Regions from separate parts of the Sus scrofa genome. Here regions 1 and 3 are each linked to region 2. The links are chromatin contacts, called in public Hi-C and HiChIP or PLAC-seq maps. All regions are on one chromosome and are shown on one strand. Each heading gives the region's core, a stretch centred on a gene start, on an enhancer-like site or on the middle of the called end of the contact. The rest is flanking DNA. Distances are from core to core; before and after follow the strand shown.

Region 1 (2,700 bases), core at 62-2,561, 540 kb before region 2:
GCTAATACAGGAGCTGATATCTGTAACTCTGGGTCAGACCAGAAACAAGGGTATTAGTACTCTGTACATCTGAAAATGGGAATGACAGTCAATTACACACAGTGGTTTAACTTTTATGATATAGTTTTTAAAGGCCTCTGGACCAGTCAAAATGTCCTCAATCTATATGATCTACATTGGCCTTACATTATAAATGTACTTCCTTTTCCACTGGTCAGCCCTAGATTATTTTCACAACCATGCTAAAAATGTACAAGCTTACCTGAGCAACATCCAACATTCCAACAAACTCTAAGAAAAGGCGGGGCTTACTTAATTTTCTCCCAGAGTATATAAGGTATGATACAAAGAGTGGTGTAAGATCACAGATGGGAGGTGCACTAAGTGGTTGTCCACTACCAGGATCACCATACAGAACTTTATGAAATTTCAATCACAAAATACAGTTTATATTATCAAGAGTATCTCATTAAGTATCATCAAATTTCTTCATTAAAAGATAAAATAGTACAAGTCCATTCAGATATTAAGCTATAAAGCTGAAAAAGGAAGCACAAAATTTTAGCTTATGCCCAAGTCATTTTATATATTTATATTTATATATATATGGCACATCTAACATCTCAAAGGCCCTTTTGGTTTGGTGACTCTTAAGAGTTGGAAAAAATCATCTGGCAAGCAGAAGTGAATGCAAGATTCCAAATGTACTACGAAAAGCACTTACTTTTTGCATTTATTCAGACCACTGTGTTCCCTTTTTCCCAATCGTTGCCTGCTTCTATAAATTTATCAAAATTCTAATATGCTAGGTACCCGTCCTTCCTTTATCCTGACCCCAAACCTCCAACCATTGATCTATGCAGCAATCTTCCTATTGCATTTCCTCTCCCAAGTCCCATTCTTTTCACAGGAAAAAGTTAAATCTCTGAAACAGATTCCTGAACTCTCTTTTTAAAAAACTGATCCCAGTGCCCTGCTTCTCCAGCTGTGACTTCAAGTACTTCCACCTCTAAGTCCCCCTCAATTCTGTCTTTCCCTAACACCCAGAACCCTGTCCCCCGCCACCTTCCCCCTCAAAAACCGCAGCCCCGCCCCTTCCCCTTAACAGACCCAAGACCTAAACTTCTACAGACCCGTCCCGTTACCTTTAGTCTGCTTTAATCGCCTCAGCTCCTCCTCAGAGAAGCCGGCCCAACCCTGCGCCATCCGCCTGGTCCGCCGGCACACCTTGAGCACCTAGACTTCAGAGCCCCGACTGCCAACACGACGGCCCAGGCACATCCGGGTTCTTCCCCGGCCTGCAGCTGACCAACCAATCAGCGCATTGAGCTCTGGGCACAAAGCCCCCCTTCCCTGCCTCAAGGCCCGGCTCCCTTCCCGGCTGTCTCCGGCAATGCCAGATAAACTACCTAAGGAAATCTTGGCCTCACTGACATACTTTTCCACTGACCTGGCTCTGCTCTTTCCCCCTATCTCCTATGTTCGTTGTAAATTATCTCTTCAAGATATAGAGGGAAATAGCGGTAGGAATAAGGGTGGAAATAAACAGGCAGTGAAGAAGAGGCTACGAGTCGGAGGACTTAACTGTCAAGCGGGGCTCTCCGTAAATTTACTGGGGCGGAGCCTTCTACCTGGTGGTCTTGGATGTTTGTACTTCGGGCCTGCAGAGGTTTCTCACAAGACTGCACTGAAAGCATCTGCAGGTCGACTCAAGCACACTCAGATTTATTATCTAATTAGAGAGAATGATTTCAGAGGATGGGGCTTAATAGTGGAAAAGGAACAGACACGTTTGACAGCATAGCTAGTTGTCCCGCAGGCTGTAGCGTCTCCCGGTTTCTGTTAATTGGGTGTTGGTTCTTTGATGTTTTGTGAATCATTATCGATAATCTGTAATCTCTCTCCTAAGGGATGTCAAAATTTCTTTCGTTAAAAGTGGTCTTTTGTCTGTTTTTCCGTTCAGAGAAGACAATGTAAAATGTCGCTACTGGGGGATGGGAAAACATTTCTTAGGCTTCTCCCGCTTGGAATCCCGATTGCAATGTACTAGTAAGACCTATCAATTTCTCATTTTAAGCAATATTTCAGAGATTTAAAAATGCGAGCGTTGTTAAAGTACATATAGTCAGGATGATTTAAAAGAAACCACTTATTTAATTTTTCAGATTTCTCTTCTCACTGTTTTGCATTTTAAAACACAGTTATTTTGGCTTACATTTAAAAATCCCATGGGTGGCATTTGGCTTTAGTGTGCCAATATTTTAAAACAGAATAAAGGAGTAGGCTAAAAATAAAATACTTACTAAGAAACGATTTGTAATGAGTATTTGAGACTTAAATAGGTGATTAGAAGATGGGATGTTTGGAATTCTCTTTGTAACTTTTAAGCTTTTATACTCTAAAAGGATTTTTGAAATATAGGTGTCCACAAACACTTCATTTTAAATGTGGACTCATTTTCCCTAGCATTTAAAAGTTAAAATGTCATCCAAAAGGATTGGAAGGAGACAGCTTCATCCAGTTTTTGAACTTAAACTAAAAAAAAAAAATTAAGATTATCTAGCTCCGAAATAATAGATGGGGATCAGTACTAGTCTGATAGTTAATTCAGTTCTCCATTTTCAGGCATCAGCCATCTAGTTCCATCTAATAAAAATGAACCACTTGTATGACGTATGTTAAATTTTATATACACACTTT
Region 2 (2,700 bases), core at 7-2,506:
AACCCGGATTCCAGTATCATCTTTCTGGCACCAGTATCAGCTTATTAGTTATGATGAATACTAGAGATGAGGTCTCAGAGAATGATCTCCACTCCTGAATAAACATGGTCTAAAAATTTGAGTCCTCAGCCTTTAGAGATGCCATCTAAGGTTTCATCTCTATTGGTCCTGGAAGATTTCTGGTTGCCAGATGCTGAGAATAACTATGATAACAGAATCCTACCATAACAGAATCCTACCTCTGCAGCCCTCTACTTCTGCTTCTCAACTTTCTAGAATGGCACCCCCCATACTATAGTTGCTATCTATAAGTGACTTTTGAGCACTGAAATATGGCTAGTTTAAATTGTAAAAAATACACATCAGATTTTAAAGACAGTACAAAAAATGTAAAATATCCCATTAATAATTTTTTATTATATTTTAACACCTATCTTCTGGATAGGTGTTAAAAAAAGGCAAAAAAAAAAAAAAAAAAGGAATGAGAGGAATGGTGAAAGAAAAAGACTAAACAAAACACCTATCTTCTGGATAGGTGTTAAAATATAATATTAACTTCACCTCAGAGTTTTTACTGTTTTTAATGTGGTTACTGGAAAATTTAAAATGACGTATGTGACTCAAATTGTATTTCCATAGGACAGTGCTGACGTAGGACAGAGCTCGATCTTCAATAACTTAACAGGACAGATAAAATACTATTTGTGTCTACTTTCTAATAAATACTCATTTCTGAATAAGGGACAAAGTTTGGTCTGATATTTGCTTTTATTTAATCGGGTAAAGAAATTGTGGGGTCCTTGTCCATATTGCTATAGACCAAAAAGAATTAAAAATTTTTAGGTGATCAAATGACTTAGCTGTCAACTGTTAGGTAGTAGAAACGTTAAAAACCAGCGATGATAATAACTACTACTAAGTCACATGCAAGATAACAGAAAAAAACTTGGTTGGAATCATGTAGTTTTAAAACTATCACGTATATTCTTTATTCCACAACACGCTATTAAGTAGCAACGATTAATATTAATAATAAGTACTATTAAGAGTCCTAACTTGACTCCTTGCAGAATTAACTGTAACTTCGCATCTTCTGCCTGAAAGGCTTCAGCGGCAATCACATCAACCTCCGCCAGCTTCAGCCGCGGACCCGCGCTACTCGGCCCACACAGCACAGCCAATCAGGGCTTTGGGGTGAGCTACGTCACTCTTCCGAAAGTCCTCTCCAATTTCCACAGTGCTCCTATTCTCCGCCCGCCTCTTTCCTATTTGTCCAAGGCGGCGGCGGACGGCCATTTTAGATTTGGGCGGAAATGCAGTTCAAACTGTGCGGTTAAAAGCCTGAAAATTAAAATCAAGCCATATTTGCACGTTAAACTTAAGGCCCAAGAAAGCAGTCACCTTCACGGACTAACTAGGCCGCGGGCACAGAGAGTGAACGGCGGAGTCGGCACCGGCGCCCACACTCAAGATGGCACCAGCTTGAGAATCACCCTCGCGGCCGCTCTATCTCGGTTCCGGGTTCCTTCGCTTCAGTGGTGGTGTTGGAGGGCTGAAGGCTGGCATTCTATCCGGCTTCCGGACAGTCTCTATGGTGCCGGAGGGACCAGACCTCAGAAGATTGTGGGTGTAGTGGCCAGAGCGTCACGGGGGAGGTGAGGGTGGTTGGTGTCAACAGGGGGCGAAGAGGGGACCGGAGCCAAGACCCTCGCCCGCCTCCCCCGCCGCCCTCCCGCAGGTAACAGGGAGCCCCACGCGGCGTCCTCCGTCAGTGCGGGCCTGGGCCGCGGGGGAGGGGGCCGGGCCGGGTGCGAGGCGGTGGGCGCGCGCGCCCCGATCTCGGGTCCGCGCTTGGGGCCCGCTCGGGGGCGAGCTCGGCGCGGCGCCGCTGCCGGTTGAGCTCTGCACTCCGGCTCCGCGCAGCCTCTCCTTGCTGAATGTGGGGCGCCCTGCTAACCTGGGCTTCCCGGGCGACCCCCGCCCGGTGCGGCGCTGGCGGCCGGAGCTTTCGAAGGAAGCGAAGGAGTTTCGCCTCGCGGGCAGGTGTGGAAGGTGAGGGGCCAGCGTCACAGGACTGCCGCCCCTGCCCCTCAGTGGTCCCGAGGAGTCGCGGTTGGACCCCCGCTCCCCTGCCCCAGCCCCCTGGCCGCCCTCCTCGCAGCGGGCAGGGCGAGTGTGCGCGGCGGGCCGGGACTGTGCCGGAGGCTGCGTGGCCAAGCCGCGGGAGCCTAGGGTTCCCCGCGCTGGATGCTGCCTTCATTTTCGATCCAAGACCAGTGCCAGGCCCCCAGAGGCCAGTTGGCTCCTGTCTTTGGGTAGTGCTTTTTGTTAAGAATAAAGATGAAACATTTCCCGGAAAATCATTTATAGGAAACCATGTGAGTCCTGAATTTTGGAATCCCTGTTACTATTTTTAAGTATTTTTTTATGCATACCCACATAACATCCCATGTCTTAGCTGAAATCATACGTAGTTCTTTTGGTCCATAAAGGCTTCATTATGTATTGCTGGACTGAGTTTAAGGAATGTATATGTGAAAGAGATCAAAGCAAAGGGTCTGAAGTACTGTTATCACCAGATGGCAGAATACGAATCAATACACGGTGCCCTTTGAACTCCCAATGCAAGCCCTTATGGTTGGAACTTCCAAGCCCAGGGAGCTAGGATCAAGATCATCTCGATTAATTGCTGTGAAATGA
Region 3 (2,700 bases), core at 126-2,625, 940 kb before region 2:
TCAAGGGAAAGGTCAAATACAGATCTGAAAATCATCATCAATGTATGAGATTGCCCAGAACAAACTTGTAAAGAGGTAAAAAAGCACAAGGTCAAAAGTTAGAACCCGCAGGAAGACAGTAAAGAGAAGTAAATGAGCAGTTGCAAGACAGAAAGAGAAGCAGGTGGCAAATACGTCAAATGCTACAATGACCAATGTTATATTGGATTGAACAGTTCAATATGCTTCCTTGGGAGTTCCCAGCGGGGCGCAGCGGCAACAAATCTGATCAGGAACCAAGAGGTTGTGCGTTCCATCCCTGGCCTCACTCAGTGGGTTGAGGATCCGAGGTTGCGGTGAGCTCTGGTGTGGGTCATAGACGCGGCTTGGATCCCGAGCGGCTGTGGCATAGGCCGGCAGCTGTAGCTCCAATTAGACCCCAGGCCTGGGAACCTCCACATGCCATGGGTGAGGCCCTAAAAAAAAAAAAAAAAAAAAAAAAAATATATATATATATATATATATATATACACACACATATATATATGTATGTATGTATATATATGTATATTTCCTGGACTTTTCCTATGTCTAAAATCAGGATGTAGCCCACAATCTACAGGTATGCGTGTCATAGGCTTCTTTTCCTCCCTAAAGTGGTTATAAAACTGGCAAGGTGTGTGACACTCACTCAGTGGTATCCCAGAAGCGAGGAGATACGGTAGTGACAAGGGGGCTGAGCCATACACGGACTATTCTTTCAGATGGTTTTTTGGTAAAAGGAGCGGAGTCAAGAAAGGAAGCAGTGTCTGCTTTGATAAGTTTTCGGTCAGATGAGACAAGCATATTCGTAAGCAAGGAGCTCAGAAACAGCTTTCGAAGCGCCAAGGGCACTTACACTCCGAACCAGGCTCCCCACACGGACCCCGCGCCAAAGGCTGAAGGGCCAGGGGAGGCGACGTGGCGCAGACCCGGCGGGGACGCAGCCCCTCGCGGACCCAGGACGCCGCCGCCGCTGCCGGGGTGCGACCGGCAGAGACCGGCCGAACCCTGGGAGGTTCAAACCACACGGCCCTTCTGACCCGCCCCGGTCGCCCCACGCCCGCGACCGCCGCCCTCCAAGAGAGCGGCTCCTCCCGCTCTGCCTCAGACGCGGGCCGCTTCCACACTACGGGCGCCACAGACCCCTGGCCTACCCGGAGGAGGCGGCACCCACACGCCCAAAGCCTACCTTCGGGCCGCGCGAACCGCCGCCGCGGGGCATGTCCCCGCACGCCGCGTCCTCAAGAGCGCACCACCCCTCAGGGAGCCGGAAAGCTGCTCACCACCGCACCAATTCGGCGCGCCGCGCCGCACCACGCGCTACGATTGGAGGGCCTCGGGCTGAGGGCAGGGGCTCTCCAGACGTACCGCCCCCCAGGCGGGCCGCGCCGCATCGCACATTGTGATTGGTGAGCCCTCAGTCTGGGGGTGGGGACTCTCCGGGCGCACCGCCCTTCCGACGCGCCGCGCGGCACCGCACGTTGTGATTGGCTGGACCTCGGATTGGGGGAGGGGATTCTTCGGGCGCACCGCCCTCCCGACGCGCTGCGCAGCAGCGCGCGCTGTGCTAGGCTGTTGCTCCCGCTGGAGTGTAGTTTCCTCTAGTACCCCCGCCCCCCGCACCCGGTTGGCCGCTGGGAACTCGGTAGGGACGCCAGGTCTGGATCAAGGTTTGCTGCGGTACTCCTCCTACCTATACCTGGAGGTGAGTCCTGCGGAGCGCCCCTTGGACAGGCCGAAGCGCCGCCTTGGGAGCTATTAAAAGTCCGCGCGCTGTTTTTCAGATAAGGCTCGTACATATTGTGTTTTGTTAGGCAAGGACTCGCCTTAATAAAAATAAGTGATAACCCAAAGTGGGCTATGAATTCAACAATCGATACTTAAGGAATGGTTGCAGCCGTAAATAACCCGAGATAGGGGTGCTATTTCCCCACCTGCTGGGAGATAAGGGGGTTAGTATGCAAACAAGAAATTTTCAAGTTCAGAGACGCCAGAATCCCTGTGGGACTTGTTATAACCGGTGACTAGGTCTTAGACTCCTAGGGTCCGGAGTGAGGCCGGAGAACCTGCATTTCTGATGAGTTCCCAGGTAACGCCGTCCTGCCTCACTTTGAGAACCAAAGGCTGTTCCCTTCCTTAGACCCTGCAAGCCAGTTTGCTTAAGTGTCCCAGCATTTGGAGAGTAGATTCAAAACGGAATGCAATGGGAAGGACAGAGTATAAAGGGAATTAGGTTACAATGTCATAGGGAAGGAGTATTCACTAATAAAGATATGTCTGTGGTAGAGAAAACTAACACCGTGATTTAAGGTGAAAAGCGTCAGCCAGGGCAGGAGGGAAGGGTTCCCATTGGTACCCTCACAAGTATGGCAGAAGTGGGGTTTTGGTCTTTTGCTGCAAAAGCACTTTTGTGTTTTGCAATTTAGCCGTTTTCAGTCTTTTTCTCCTCCCTGGTGCCTATTCTTTCACCATATTGTGTTTGAGTTCCAGTGCCTAAGCCACAACTGCTTAGTATAAAGTAAGATAACTGCAATCACCGAAAAAAAAAAAAAGTATTAGCTTGAGGTAGACCTTACTAATAATGTTCCTGTCAACACTTAGAATAAGATAAACTGGTTCTAAATGTGGGTAGTTTAGGATTTAGAATATCGAGCCTCTGCCAGGGACTCCCCAAAGATT

The links. A called contact is a pair of places that touch in the nucleus more often than the background predicts. HiChIP or PLAC-seq counts read pairs in DNA pulled down with a chosen protein or histone mark.
Region 1: an H3K27ac HiChIP or PLAC-seq map of alveolar macrophages shows a contact between it and region 2. The contact joins the promoter of GORAB here to the promoter of SCYL3 in region 2. A contact is called at or near these places in 1 of 5 promoter capture datasets (liver) and 2 of 2 datasets of contacts at active chromatin or transcription factors (alveolar macrophages and skeletal muscle).
Region 3: a contact with region 2 is called in a Hi-C map of liver, with 6 times the contacts expected there. The contact joins the promoter of SPIDR here to the promoter of SCYL3 in region 2. A contact is called at or near these places in 1 of 47 Hi-C or Micro-C datasets (liver) and 1 of 2 datasets of contacts at active chromatin or transcription factors (skeletal muscle).

What each region holds. Positions count from the first base shown.
Region 1 is chr4:80,589,398-80,592,097 of Sscrofa11.1, forward strand. It overlaps GORAB (RAB6-interacting golgin), which reads right to left and starts at 1,312. Exons shown (of 5, transcript XM_021089423.1): 1 at 1,146-1,312. The coding sequence starts at 1,206.
Region 2 is chr4:81,132,779-81,135,478 of Sscrofa11.1, forward strand. It overlaps SCYL3 (protein-associating with the carboxyl-terminal domain of ezrin), which reads left to right and starts at 1,257. Exons shown (of 14, transcript XM_001927973.6): 1 at 1,257-1,738.
Region 3 is chr4:80,189,369-80,192,068 of Sscrofa11.1, forward strand. It overlaps SPIDR (DNA repair-scaffolding protein), which reads right to left and starts at 1,376. Exons shown (of 20, transcript XM_021090636.1): 1 at 1,211-1,376. The coding sequence starts at 1,243. It overlaps LOC106510093 (a long non-coding RNA gene), which reads left to right and starts at 1,521. Exons shown (of 3, transcript XR_002343696.1): 1 at 1,521-1,726.